Regions from separate parts of the Felis catus genome. Here region 1 is linked to region 2. Evidence: chromatin contacts called from public Hi-C data. All regions are on one chromosome and are shown on one strand. Each heading gives the region's core, a stretch centred on a gene start, on an enhancer-like site or on the middle of the called end of the contact. The rest is flanking DNA. Distances are from core to core; before and after follow the strand shown.

Evidence for each region. Hi-C and Micro-C count contacts between places; a contact is called where the count stands out from the background.
Region 1: a contact with region 2 is called in a Hi-C map of skin fibroblasts, with 7 times the contacts expected there. The contact joins the promoter of LOC109498201 here to the promoter of MEIS1 in region 2. A contact is called at or near these places in 2 of 3 Hi-C or Micro-C datasets (fibroblasts and skin fibroblasts).

The regions. Positions count from the first base shown.
Region 1 is chrA3:84,007,341-84,014,833 of F.catus_Fca126_mat1.0, forward strand. LOC109498201 reads right to left here and starts at 3,065. Exons shown (of 2, transcript XM_045054292.1): 1 at 2,113-3,065; 2 at 1-964. The coding sequence starts at 3,065. The coding sequence ends at 2,355.
Region 2 is chrA3:83,865,333-83,872,311 of F.catus_Fca126_mat1.0, forward strand. It overlaps MEIS1 (homeobox protein Meis1), which reads left to right and starts at 2,208. Exons shown (of 12, transcript XM_023251722.2): 1 at 2,208-2,265; 2 at 4,927-5,153. The coding sequence starts at 2,257.

The DNA of each region.
Region 1 (7,493 bases), core at 1,815-4,314, 140 kb after region 2:
TAATAAACTTTATAAACTACCCATCCATTTGCCCCTCCTCCCCAGTACAAGCTTGGGTGAGTAGGTTATTTTCAGCCTTTCTTCTCGACGGTGCTCTCGCTGGTTGGGGGAGGGAAAGAAAGGGGAGGAGGGAGGGAGACAGAGAGGGAGAGAGAGAGAGATGGGAAGGGGGGAGTGGAGAGAGGCGGGCACTAGGAGAAGGAGTAGGGTACCAGTGAAGAAGAATCAGGGAATATGGAGACTATGAAGAATCACGACCATTAGTGTCCAGTGAATTAGAAAAAATAAAACAAACTGTGTTCTTTCCCTGTGTTCCCTGCTCTGTGTGGCGGTTTTGTGAGGGCCTTGCTCTCCGCAGATCCTTTCTCCCCTTGCCTGGACACCCCCACTCCCCCTTAATGCGATTTTAGCTTTCCTCTTGTAAATTTCAGAGCCAGCTCGGAGGTTATGGAGGACACTTATCTGAAAGAAAGAAAGAATAGAGGTGCTGAGGGTGTTTTTGATGTTTCTTAAAAGGCAAAAACAAAACGCCCTCTTCTAAACAAGGGCACACAATTGTACCTGCTTTTTATTTTTATTGGGGGGGGGGGGTGCTGGTTGAATGAGACTTTTTAGTATGATTTAAATATTTTTTTAAAGAAAACTAAAAATATTTTGCCCTATCATATTTAATCAGCTGTAATTATAACACATTCGAAATGAATAATATGCCTTGACAGTATTTTTATTGTTATTGTTCATTGCATGATGTTCGGCTGCTTTAGAAGCACAGGAAAGAGAAGTAAACGCGCTACAAATGGGGAATTACCCTCGTTTAGCATTAAAATTCATTTAGATAAAATTGCCACAAACATTTAAATGGGAAGATTAGTTCCCCCTCACGCCTTATTGCACTCGCTCAATGGTTCCGTTAAGAACATTTTACACGTTGGAAATTCCGTCTTCTCAGACGGCTTGCTGTTTCCTAGTTACCCACATTCAAAGCAAAGGCAGCAGCAAAGGCAGCAGCAAAGGCGGCGGCGGCGGCGGCGGCGGCGGCGGCGGCAGCAGCAGAGAGAGAGAGAGAGAGAGAGAGAGAAAAGTTTTGGCAACTGGTCTGCAATTCATCCGCTGCCGGCCCCAGCCTCCCCTCCGCCCACGGCAGTCCGCCCCCCACCCAGCACCTTTCCCCACCCCACTTCTTCTCTCCCCATTAAGTAATTTGCCGAGTCCCGTCCCCCGGAAAACCAGTTGCTTAGGGGTGTAGTATTTGAATGTGATGTTAAAATACAAAGACATTTGTATGTCTCCCTTCTCTCGCTTCTGCTCTGAGTTGAGGCTTCCGTTTGAAAGTGCTGAGTTTCTAACGTCGCCTACTCTGAGGCCCCAAGGCACGTTTTGGGGCTTTCCTTCCTCCCAGGACATTTCCAGGAAATGCACCACTGTTTCTTGCTTGTGTTAGAAACGTGTGAAAGAATTAGTCTGAAAAGTCTTTGCAACGTCTAGTTTCTCCCTCTCCTTTTCTTCTCTCTCTCTTCGTCTCTCTCCCTCCCCTTCCCTCCTCCCTCCCACTCCCCCTCCCTCCCCTCGCAGAGCCGCAGGAAAAGAAGAATGTCGGCTTCGACTGCCATCTTTTGGGGATTTGGAAAAACGACTCGGTAGGAAACGGAGGGAGGCGGAGGCGCGGGGGGTGGGGGGAACCCCCTTATTATCCTGTGTCGGAACTGGCTCCCTTAATCTGATGCTTAAATATTTGATGTGGAAAAATTACCCATAAAATTAGTTACTAACAATTTCAAATTGAAATCACTTATCGAATTATAAACGCATTAAAGCTGTATGGATGGTATTAGGAGTTCCTCGGGAGGCAGCGGGTGTCTCCTTGCAGTGCGCCCGGCCGGCGAGTTTCGCCCCGGGGAGAGGCACCCCCGCGGAGCCCGGGGAGGACTGCGGGCAGGCCGGCGCGGGGCTCGGGCGCGGGGTCCGGGCCTGGGGGACCTCGCCTGCGGGACCTAGAGCGCGGCCAGGCCTGGACTGCGGCTCCGGCGAGCTGGGCTGGCGGCGGGGGGGCGGGGAGGAGGGAGGGGAAGGAGCGGCGGTGGGAGGCTCCGACCCCAGGGCACAGGCGCCTACCAGAAAACTTCGTAGTCAACTCGAAAGCTTCTGAAAAGGAAAAACGCGAGCCCAACCCGGCCCCTCCCGCGCGCGTCTCCCACGCGGCACGCAGATTTTGCGCTCCGGATCGGTTGCTGTGTGCAGCGCCCCCCCAAGTCTGCATGTCAGGGCGGGAGGCGAGACGCCGGTGGCCCGCTGCTGGGCAGACCTCCGCGCGAGAAACTCCAGCGGGCCGCCGCGGAAGCGGCCAGGAGTCCAGATTAGAACGCCGTGGCCCTCTGCGTCCTACAGTGCACAGGGTCCTGGCCTGGACCGCGTGCTTGTGAGGACGGGTCTTTGCTCAGAGCCCAGGGCACTTTGGGGGTTGGGGGGGGGGGCGGCTCCGGCACCTCCAGTAGCTTCCTATATCCTCCCCACCGCAACAAGAAAGTCAAGTGTAAGGGGACTGCTGACTTCGTCCCTGGAGACGAGGCGACCCCGGGTCTCCGCAGAAGGTTGTGGAAAGATATCTCCTGGGGCGCTTTGGGCCCCCTTCCCTTGGAACCGCTCGGGTGTGCTTTGTGGTGGACTAGAGAGGCTTCTTGATGGATTCTGTTCCCGAGCCCCTGCGCGGCTCTGGGAGCGCGGCTCCGAGAGCTTGGGGCTCGGAGGGCACTTGGGACCCGGGCAGCGACCGCCAGGCGGGTCGTGAGTGCCAGGGTCGGGGCCCGCAGCAAGGGGGCTTGGGCTGCACCCCGACGCCTTAGGCAGGAACTCCTCGGGAAAGCTTTAAAGTCTCTGCAAACTTTCCCTTCCATTTTAGGATCCCAGCAGGCCCTTGGCCCATGTGAACGCACTAAAAACATGACTTGATTCAAGCTCCGGGGTGGGAGCTTGAACGCCGGGTGGAGTGGCATGGAACTGGGTAGTGATGTGCCCCGCTTGGCCTGGCTGGCATTTCCCCCTCGTCTCACGCCCCTCTCCCGTGCCATCCCGCACCCACTTGACTGTTAGAAGGTCCGCTGCGTTCAGGGTGGCCAGGTGCAGTTTACAGGAGGTTGGGAATCCCAGAGCCGAGGAAAGAGTGGCGAGGGAGAAACAGCGGGAGATCGCCTTTCAAGGGAGGCGGCTGCTGGCGGGGAGCGGCGAGAGTGAGTGAGTGAGTGTGTGTGTGTGTGTGTGTGTGTGTGTGTGTGTGTGTGTGTGTGTCACTTTTTGGCCCAATCTGCCCGCCAACGCGTCTGTAACATTCTCTCCCAAGGCGGAGCTGAAAGGAAAAACAAACAACATATTGAGCAATCAGTTCGCCAACATTTGAGGTTCTAAGAGTTTTTGCCCTAAAAACGAGTACCCCGGGGTCTTGGCGGGGAGATGAAGGACGTTTAGGGTCTCGGTTCTCGCGGGCCGCGCCCCGAAGTGGCCCCTCCGCGCGCTGCCCCCTGCCAGCCAGGCGCTCTCAGCCCACTGTGGGGGAAAGCCAGGCGGTGAAGCCCTGGAGAAAAGGGATTTAGTTTTAAGCCAGTCTCCCATCGATCGAGTCGGTAATTTCTACCCCTACCCACTCGCAGACACACTCACCTCTACCCTAAAGCATTAAGTTCATTACGCGAGCAATGATCTTAATCTCCAGGCGGAAAACGAGTCCCGGGACCTCGCCGATTCGGGAAGCAGTGAATAAAGTCACCTGTTCACGCAGCAGCGCTGGCGGCTCGTCGGGGCGGGGGCCTCGAGTGGCAAGCAAGGCAAGCTGCGCAGGGGTTCCTCACTCCGCGCTTGGGCGTGCCCGGCAGGGGTCAGGAACCCTGTGTCTGCTTTCTTCGGGTTGGCGACCTTCTCGAAGGGTGGGATTGCGCTCGCAAGCTTTCCTCCACCCCTTCCTTATTCTTTTCATCTTGGGCCCCCTCACACCTCTGCGCTCCCTTTCTCCTCCCTTGCCCCAAAGTGGCGAGCTCCCCTTCTTCACGGAAGGTCCCGAGGCTGTCACCCCCATCCCACCACTACTCCCCGCAGCCCTCAGGTCCCCAAACTGCAGTCCTCCGCTCTTCCGCGCCCGCTTCCTTCACCCACCAACTTGGACATGGGTGGGTGGGGAACGCTCAGCGAGGCCCTCTTGAAGTCACTTGCTGAGGGTACCCTGGGGCTTTGAACAACCAGATTCCTCGATCTAGGGGAGATCCCTGCGTCCATTGATAATTCCAATTCAAAGAAACCCTACGAAGCTCAAAGCTGCAAACACCCCTAGCAGACGCCGGCTCCCCATCGACCCCCACCGCGCCCCCGCCACCTTTGCTTTGAGCAGCGTCTGGCACCGCAGGGAGATGGAGGCGAGCCACGCGCCCCGTCCTTGCTGGCCGGCCCACGAGGCGCCAGCTTGTTGTGGAGACTCAGTTTCCACTGGACAGTCGTGAAAGCGGGGAAAACACAATGCAGTGGCTATGTAAACCCACGTTCCCGCACTGCTAACCCGACCCCAATCTGATTTCCAAGAGGTGCATTTTCAGGTAGTCCTAAACTGTGAACAGCGAGCTTTGTGTGTTATCTAATGGGGGTGGGGATGGGAGAGAAGGAGACTCCCACCGCCCGCTCCAGGCTTTAATGTCTGAAATAACGAAAAGCCTGTGTGGCAGCTGCTGCTGGAGCCAAAACTAACTCTTTGGAAGACGGAAAAGAGTGAAAGGCAAAGAAAGACTGTTCATTTTTTTTCCTTTGGTGCCGTTTGGGATGTCATCTGTTTCCTTGGCGACTGTGTTCAGCCCCCGGAGCCCCTGGGCTCCTGGATTGTTAGGGGGGAAAAAGCATGCTATTTCTGCACCGTCATTTATCACTGTCAGCGCATAATGATTCCCCTTGCAGCCCCTTATTGATGTTTGTAATTGCATTATCTCATAAAGGAGGATGATCAATGAAACCGAGCCGTGCATTCTGGGGTCAGAGGAAGCCAAAGTACTGTTTGTCCCCTTTAATACAACAAGTACTCATTATCTTTAGGTCTGCATTCAAAAAATGATCTGATCTGGGGCTGACCCTGTCGGACATCCCAACACTTTTTAAAACGCGGTTTGTGTAACCTTTTGCTTAAATGCTAAATCAAGTACCTGTCTTGCATTTCAACGAAACAAGATGCTAAAACTGAGTGGGAAAAGCGTTTCTTCCTTTCTTTTTCTTCCTTTCCTTTCCTTTCCTTTCCTTTCTTTCTTTCTTTTTTTTTCTTTCTGGGAGGGGTGCGATCATCTGTAGCCTCACGCGATTTTACACTGCAACTGCTTAGTGATATAATGTAGAAAAAGTAGCGCCCAACCGCAAGGGACCCAACTCATCTAATGCATAAAAAATTGGGGGATGCGTGGGTAAAAAGGTATCTGGGAGCATTTAACAAGGTCGGTACTAAAAGATCAGAATAAAACCACATCCGGTTTAATTAATAAGAGCTATAAACTGAGATAATTCCCCATGATTCTGCCCTTGCTTCTCTCTTTTACAGAGTCATATCTCCTCGGTTTAGATAAATGACTTTTGTGCCTGTTCGATTCTCACAACAACAATAACTAAATCAGTTGCACATTCTGTATCTAAAACCGTCTACAAACTCCAGCAAATAAAAAGAAGTTCATTTGTCTATTAAGGGAAGTATTTAGTTGAGCAGAAGTGTCCCAGTAACATTGAATGGAGTTCATGTAATCCCATGAAAATCAAGTCATCTTGTTGCACAGAAGTAAGTGGAAAAAATACAAAGGAGGAAAGGTCCAAGTGTAATTTTAAACTAAATGCATTATTGGACTGTCACAGTGAAAACGTGATGTGTGGCTGGGATGGAGGGAGTGGACACCAACTTAGTTCACCTTTAACTTAAAGATTTTAGAAAGGAAACAAGTATCCCAGGTTTGGCTATCATTTTAATTTGTGGAGAGAGGAGAAATGGAGATAATTCTGGTTCATCACTTTGATAAATTAGGGAATAACTCCTTCAAAGATAAAATTAAAGGAAGAGCTTATTTTAAATGTTGCAAGGCGGTATTACCAAAAAGAAAAGTTCCCAGTCTTTTGAAGATGAATTCTCCTTATGTCAATAACTACCAAGAAAAGAAAGAAAGAAAAAGGAAAGAAGGGAGGAAAGAAAAGCCTAAATCCATGTGTTTATTTTAAAAGTTCTACAAATAATTTTTAAATCAGCAGTATAAATCAACGTTTTAAATAAAAAGGTCTGAGTGAAAAGCCTTCACCATATGAGAAAATGAATAGCTGAATAAAATAGAGTGTTCCTATAATTTGACACCTTGACCTAAAAACTTAAATCGAATGATAACAGCAAGAAAAGGCTGAAATATTCCCACTTGGAAAGAGAACTTTAATGATAAAGCTAAGAGTATTTTCAACTGTGTGAAACTATCACTTAATTTTTCTCTAGAAGGCAAGTTCTTCTAAAAAGTATTATTTTCCAGGAATTCTGTCAAATCACTTTGAAATAATATATGTTTTGTATTATTTAAATATTCTGGCACTTTCCTTCTTTGAAAGTGCTCAGAGTGAAATGGATATGCAGCGGCACATATATTTAATATAAATGGTATCTTGTTGTTAACATAAAATATTAAAGGGAAAATAAAACTTTGGGCTTTGTCAGTTGAGATAGAATTTTTTAGCATAATACCCCTTTTCAGAAGACACAAATGAAATTCCTTGATTTTAACCAATCAACACAAGTCTTTCTCTTATTTGGTTGGGGATCTGGCATCCTGTACGTTTTCTATTTTTAATATTTAGTGTTATAGCCCACGGTTAAAATAATGAAAAATTAGTCTCGTTTCAGAAATTATTTATTTATGGAACGAACATGATTAAAACATAAACACACACACAAACTGCAGCTGCAACAGGAAAAAAAACCTGATTTACGGTTATTAAATCTTTGATCGCCATGTTAATGTTTCTTTTTCTACCTTTCATTTGCATTTTAATCTATCGAATCTTTACAATTTTGCTGCCTCCTATTTCAGTGATGGATTACAGATCTGAAATAAGAAAAACCAAGCCTTAGCTTTTCTTTTTCCTTTCTTTTCTTCGCCTTTTTTTTTTTTTGGTGGTTGTTGTTGTTTTTCTCTCCCCACCCCTTTCCCCCGGGTGGATTTCTGAAACTTTCTCTCAATGCTAATGTAGACAGGACAAATTAATTCTGCTCTTTTAAATGTCAACGATATAAATAAAAAATGCTTTCTGTCCCAAACGTGAATATTTCCCAGCCGCTTGTTTTCGAGTGGTAAAAGACCATCCCAGCAAAACGCAATTAACAGCGAACTACACACACTCCGCGGCGTGGGTTTTGTAAAGGACGTGTTGTGAGTGAGTAAAGAAAGGTGAGAAGTTCATCGTCCCTTCACCGCCAGTAGCCTGGCCTCGCTCTCACACACACTCAGATTTGGTCC
Region 2 (6,979 bases), core at 958-3,457:
CAAAGTGTATCTGAAGGCTTCGGGTGTATGTGTCAGCCCTTTAGGTGCACACGGGGGGAGTGCGGTGTCGGCGTTGGGGAGGTGTGCGGGAGGCTGGGAAGGTTCAGCTGCTTCGGCTTTATGAAAACTCCACTATTCGGTGGGGGGGGGGGGGGAGACTGGGCGTTGACTCCTGCTAAGTACTAAAGGAATAGACATCGCTCAGCGAGGCTACGTGTGCTGGAGGGAACCTGATTCCAGATATATGTTCTGATGCTTGCCCAGTGTCTCTGGCTTCTTGAAAGCCCACTTAACAAAAACTTGAGTCCTACCTCTCAAACTGATGCAAATTCTCTTTTAGTTTGCGCATTTAGAGTTAGCCTCAATACATTTGAGAGCTCCTAGCCTTGTCCAAACAACCTCTCCAGATACGAGCCCCCTAATCTTTCTCAAAACTCTTTCTCTTATCTACACCCCCCTTTGGGATGAGGGTTCGGTCCGCAGCTGGCGAAGTGGGATGGGGGGTGGGGGCGATGGGAACTAGCGGCCGACGGCTTTGGAGGAGTCAGCCTTTTGGCCACCATCAGGGCGGGAATCGGGACTGGCAGTTTGCATTCCCGGCAGATCGAAGCTCCCTGCTGATCGATTATTTGATAATTGATTTTCCCCGCAGCCAATGCGCGGCCGCCTTGGCAGGAGCGCCCCCTGATTGGCCGAGCCCTCCTCCACGGCTGCCTACCGAGATTTGGGTGAGCTCATTTTCCAGTCGACCGCAGGGGGAGTTTTCTGTGAGGTTTCAGCTGGAGGGAGGAAAAAAAAATCCTGCTCCGAGCCGAGCGAGCTGCGAGCCTTGCTCGAGGATGTGAGGTTTCCAACCCGCTGGTTGAGCTGCTGTGGCTGAGCCATCTCGGCATATAGAGCCGGGCGCGCAGAAAAATAAAAACGAAAATAACACCACTAAATACAATAATAAAAGGCAAGCTTAGAGTGGGAGAATAAGGAGAGGATTTCGTTGCTGTGCTGCTGCTGTTGTTGTTGTTGTTGTTGTCGTTGTTGTTGTTGTTAAGCCAGAGAATAGGTATTTGAAGGGAGAAAGTTAAAATCAGTGGCTGGTTGGAGCCTCTGAGTTGTGGGTAGGGGCAGGTTTTTGTCTGAAATCTCAGCTCCCGAAGTGAATTTCTTTTTCTTTGGCACTGGGAGTTTTCCCTGAGCCGGGTTGGGGACAGGAAAGCGGGGTGGGGAGAAGAAGGGCTGGGGAGGAGAGCGCGGAGCTTCGCGGGGCAAACGAGCTTGGGGCGCAGGGTCCCTCCAGGCCCCGAGCACTGCCGAGGCCGGAGCCCCTCGGCGCTTCGAAGACAAAGGCGGCGCGGCCGGAGCCGGAGCCGAGCGCGCTGACCCTGCTGCGCCGCGCCCTGGGCGCACAGCTGCCTCTCCCAGAGAGGGTCGGAGAAACAGCCTGCTTCCCCGAGTCTCCCTGGCCCGGGCTCCACCCGCGAGGTCTGGGCTGCTCCGAGCCCGCGTCGGGTTTCGTTTTCCGGCGATCATAAATAGCTTCGTGTTTGTAAACAGGCGCTGGGGGCACATTCCCGGCTCTCAGCTCATTGTTCCCTCCTTTCCTCTCCCACTTCGCGCAGGACGCCGGGGCTGGGGCTGGGGGCCTCCGGGGCTAGGAGGTGGAGGGCGGGGGTGTCCAGATCCCAAAGTGAGAAAATGCAAGCATTTCCTTTCCTTGGGCCGGGTGTCCACCTCTGACAGCAACTCTAAGCTGGATCTGCAGAAAGCCCCAGCCTTCTTCACCCCACGTTCTCGGGACTCAGCAGAGCCTTTCCAAGCCTTGCTTCTGCTCAGTCTTCTGTCTCCCCGTTTGACTTTTCTACTTGGGGTGGTCCGTCCTGAGAATCCAATACTTTCTGCATTAGCCCCCTCTGCCCCCGAAAAAACTGGCAGACCCCAATAATTTCGAGGAAAGTCATGAAGTCTGTGCTCAGAGCCCTGTGCAAAATAACTCCTGCTGCTGCCTGCCCGGCGTTTATTCCCAATTTATTTCAAGAGAGTCGGCTTTGGGGAGAGAGTCTGGAGGGGGAGGGAGAGAAAAGAATACGGAAAATAAAGCCTGCGGCCGGGGGCTGCTGCCCGCGTTTGTGCGCGTGTGCCCTGGGTGTGTGTGTGTTTGTGCCTGGGCGTGCGATTTAATGGAGCGTCTCTCTGCCTCTCCAGTGCGGCCAGAGCTCGCTTCGCGCACCCACCCCTGCCGAGGATCCTACTTGCTGCAGCCCAATGCATTGTGTAAGACGCGACCTGTTATGGCCACCACTACTTCCGGGTTCTAGCATTCTGGTCGGAATCCACCTCTCCGCCTGTGCAACACACACTTTACACACGCACGGGGACTGCAAGCGGGCAGCATCGATCGTGGCTCCTTTAAGACAAACTCAGACAGACATTTTTTTTAACCCTCCTCCTCTAATCTCCCTCCAGTGCAGCAGTTGCAAAGAGGGAGAGAGAGAGAGAGAAAGAGAAAGAGAGAGCGAGCGAGAGAAGAGAGAAACTGATTAGGAATTAGGACTGATTCAAGGGAAGCGAGCGCTAGGGCTTTGTGCATTTGAATATTAACATTTGAGGTGTTCTGACCAGAAGAAGACAGAGCGGATGATCATTCATTCACCACGTTGACAACCTCGCCTGTGATTGACAGCCGGAGTGGCAGAAAGCCATGAGATTTGGTAGTTGGGTCTGAGGGGCGCTCTTTTTTTTTTTTTTTTTTTTTTAACTGATTTTTTGGGGGAGAGAAGATCTGCTTTTTTTTTTTTTTTTTTTTTTTTTTTTCTTTTTGCCCCCGCTGCTGTCTTGGAAACGGAGCGCTTTTATGCTCAGTGACTCGGGCGCTTTGCTTCAGGTCCCGTAGACCGAAGATCTGGGACCAGTAGCTCACGTTGCTGGAGACGTTAAGGGATTTTTCGTCGTGCTTTACATTTTTTTTTTTCCGGGGGAGTTTGCTTATTTGTTTCTTTTCACACTGGCCTTAAAGAGGATATATTAGAAGTTGAAGTAGGAAGGGAGCCAGGGAGGCCGATGGCGCAAAGGGTACGTATTAAAAAACAATTGTGGAACTCAAATGTGAGATTAAATTGAAACGTGGCCGAAAGACACTGCTAAAAAGTTTCCTTTTTTCTCTGTATTTTTGAATGAGGCTCCTAAAGCCGTGGCCTAAAGCGAGAGAATTTATTCAGTGCATTTGTAGACTTATGTATGTTACATGTAATTAATTCAAGTAATCAAGTTTTCTATAGAATCCTAACCAGCAGCTATCTAAATAAAAATACAAGCTCAGACAATCATCTGTTTAAAAAACAAAAACAAAAGGCGCTAGATACCTATTAATGCTATAAAGTGAGTAGTTCAGGGAGCAGAAGTTTAAAGCTATTTTTAAAGTAAAATAAACAGCTAGAAACTTCTGATGTGTTACTGCTTATGCTCATCTTTTAATATCATTAGAAGTATTTAGCTTTTTTTAAGCAAATAACTTTGTCATCGTGTAATGGCTTTTGGGGTCGGAAAACATTCATCTTTTAAGAGTGATTTTAATGTGCATGGATTTTTATAAAAGGTAATACTTGGAAAGTTTTTGTTAGAAAAGCCCTTCACTAATTGGATACTAAGCACACAGCGACTCACTTTAAAAATGCAATACTAATTTCCCCAATATTCCTATTTGAATGGAAATGTAGTGAGAGTCAAGTGAGACAATGACAACCCAACTGAGGTAGTTTCTTAAAAGACAGGGGGGTCTACAGAAAGCCTTCCCTGCATAATTTGCGTCCTGGCCCTCAAAGCCCTGTTTGCAAAAGAAAGTTACTAGGCTGACACATTCTTCTTTACTCCTTTGGTTCAGGCAAATGTCAGCGTTCTTCCAAACTATTTTCACACCTCTGGCTTTAAGGACATGAAAGTGGCAGTTCCTCTTTTCTTTGAAAATCATTTCACTCTCCGTGCCTCCAATTCTTGGGAAAAGAACTTGCCTGGAATGAAGCAATGAGGAAAATCTAAATAGCTAAATTTTGCACCCCAAAATAATGACAATCAATATGAAAGCAGTTTTTCTGAAGAAAGAAGATAGGGGTTGTACGTGCATTTGCTTTTGAATTTACTTTACACCTGATGAGTTACATTTGCCTCATTGACTTTTAGTCTGGGGGAAAAGTTCTTAACAGTGGAGAAAGCAGAATAACTGCTCCAACTATAGATTTCCTTTAACTTTGAGGGAAAATTGTCCAATTCTAAATTCAGCTCTAATGAACATGAAAAACTACCTTTCTCTGAGTTTCACTTATGAGAAGGCCAGTTAGTTTTGTGTAATTTAGCAGAGTTTGTCTTGGAAAGCAAAGGAAATGCAGTGTCTTGCAGGACTGCCTTAACCCCACGCTGGCAGAGAAATAAAATGAGAAGCCTGTCTGAATTCATGTGCTTAGCTTAGCTGTTCCCATCGTAACTTTTTTTTTTTTTTTTTTTTTAATTCCCCCTGATGGGAAGGGGCTGTGAAACTAGGCGGGTTTGCTGCACTGTCCTGGCACGTTTTATTATTGTGATTTTGAATTTCCTCCTCTAGAGACATGCACGTTTTACCTTCCGCCCTCTGGGAAAATGCCTCCCTTTCTTTCCTTCTTTCTTCCCTCCTTCCTTGCCAAAGGATCCTGAATTTCTGAACTAGTTGATAGGGACACAAGTTAGGGCAAGACCATTCATCTCAGCTGAGACTCAGAGAATCCTAGGATTTTTACTTTAGAAATTATTTTTAAAATAAAAACCCTCAACTTGAGAGATGCAAGGCCACTGAATTCTGGGTTGAAGGATCCAGCTGGACTGACATTATATAAGCTCCATGCCCTGCCGGTTCCCCATTTGCCGGCCTGGCCTTCTCAACCTTGTTTTCTCCTGTTTGTCATGCAGTACGACGATTTACCCCATTACGGGGGCATGGATGGAGTAGGCATCCCCTCCACGATGTATGGGGACCCGCATGCGGCCAGGTCCATGCAGCCGGTCCACCACCTGAACCACGGGCCTCCTCTGCACTCGCATCAGTACCCGCACACAGCTCACACCAACGCCATGGCCCCCAGCATGGGTTCCTCCGTCAATGACGCTTTAAAGAGAGATAAAGATGCCATTTATGGGTAGGTACGACGGGCAGCAGGTTAAGTGGTAGAGACGCGATGTTTCCTCTGTTTCCCTGTGCCTTTGGTAAAAGGAAAGCCAGAGCTCTGTGGATTGGAGGTACGTTATTCGGTAACTTTTCATTCGCATTGCATGGAGGATTTGGGAAGGCGGCCTGCCGTCCCGGACGCCCCCCATCTCCACACACGCTCCGAGCTGGCCCAGCGTCCAGCTCTGCCGAGGCCGTGCCGGCGAAGGGGTCGCCCTGCAGGAGGAGTTGCCAAAGGTCCTTCGTCCCCTCTCACACCCTGGTTCTGTAGTTCAGCGGGTTGGAGTCCTCGCTTGCTGGGCTTCGCTGGGAGAGCGTTGGGGATTTCTAAATGTAGGCGCCTTTGTGTTGGAACGAAACTTTTAGTTTAAGGGAAAATCTTTTAAGCCACTGATTGTTCTGACTTGCTAAGTTTACTCAGCAACCTTATGCTGGCTCGGCCGCCGCACAATAAAAATCAAGGGAGGACAGTTGCAGGTCAGGCAAGGGGGAACATGCTTTGCATTTAGGGAGTTTGACCACCGTAGGCAAGGAGAGAGCTCGCTCTGAATTGTTATAGACATCAAGAAACTTCTAGCCGGTTTAGTACTTTGTGTTCAAAGGCGAAGCCTGAAGGATCTGGAAGTAGGTGTGGGGTGCTGTCAGGCCAATGTGGTTTTCAGACTGTGGTTTACACCGTATTCTCCCAGGCCAGTCGATTAGACCCTGGGCTGGTAAAATCTTTCCAAAGTCACTTGTGCCTACTGTGTGCTCATGAATTTGGGGACCTCTTTTTACTTTGCAGCAACTTTTATTTCTATTGATGTCTTCTTTTGAAAATATCCGGCAACCCCGACCCTCCCCAGCTGCGAACCCTTTCTGCTTTATCTCCTGGTCCCTTGTGCGATGGGCCGGTTTAAATCCCAGCGTTCTCTCCGCAGCGTTAACTGCAAATGGCTTAGGCTCCAGGACAGAACATTTGGGGAAGCTTTGAAAAGGACCCCAAACTGTTAAATTTCCGGCTGGGCTGTGAGAGCTAATAAAAGACTTGAGACACCTCCTTGAGCATTAGGAGAAGCTTTTTTTTTTTTTTTTTTTTCTTTTATGGGTTGAGATAAGCGACATCTAGGCCCCTGGAAATACTAGCTGCTTTGCCATTCCGTAGAGACAAAAATGAAAGGCTTTACCGCAGGGACATTTGAAGGAACTTTCCTTTTGCGGGGAGTGGGGGCCATTGACTAAGGGAGAGACATGTGCAGGGAGCTGTGGAGGAGGCTTCCTGCTCTCCGAGGGCCGCGGGGTCCGGGATCGGTAGGCGCAGCCCGCTGACAGTCGGCCCGCAGCCACAGAGGTCCCTTCCCCAAGTTAGCTGAGCGCCTGCCACCGAGGTCCCCCGAGTCTTGGGCTCCGCGAGGCTGCCTTGGAGGAACCCACTTGCACGAGCCTTCCCGACCCCTGCGCCCAGCGCCTTTCTCCTCCACTAGGTCCTAGATGTGCAGCGGAGGGACGAGGGCTTGTCGGGGTGGGAAACTTAATTCAAAATGGCTGCTGGAACCGCTTGGGTTTTATTCTTAGCAAATGTTACCAATTTCTCCGGCCAGATAGGCTGAACCGACCCTCAGATAAGGTCCCTGGCTTAGGGCCTCCGGTTTCGGAGGCCTAGGAGGAAGGGGAGGCGAGCAGTCACCTGGGGGCGGGGAGGGGGGAGGAAAAAAGTAGATGACAAAATCAGAGAGAGGGTCCCTGCCTCGAGCTCCTCTGGCTGTTTTTCTTGGGCGCCTTTTTCACTGACTCCGGACTAACCATTGTGTTGTTTGT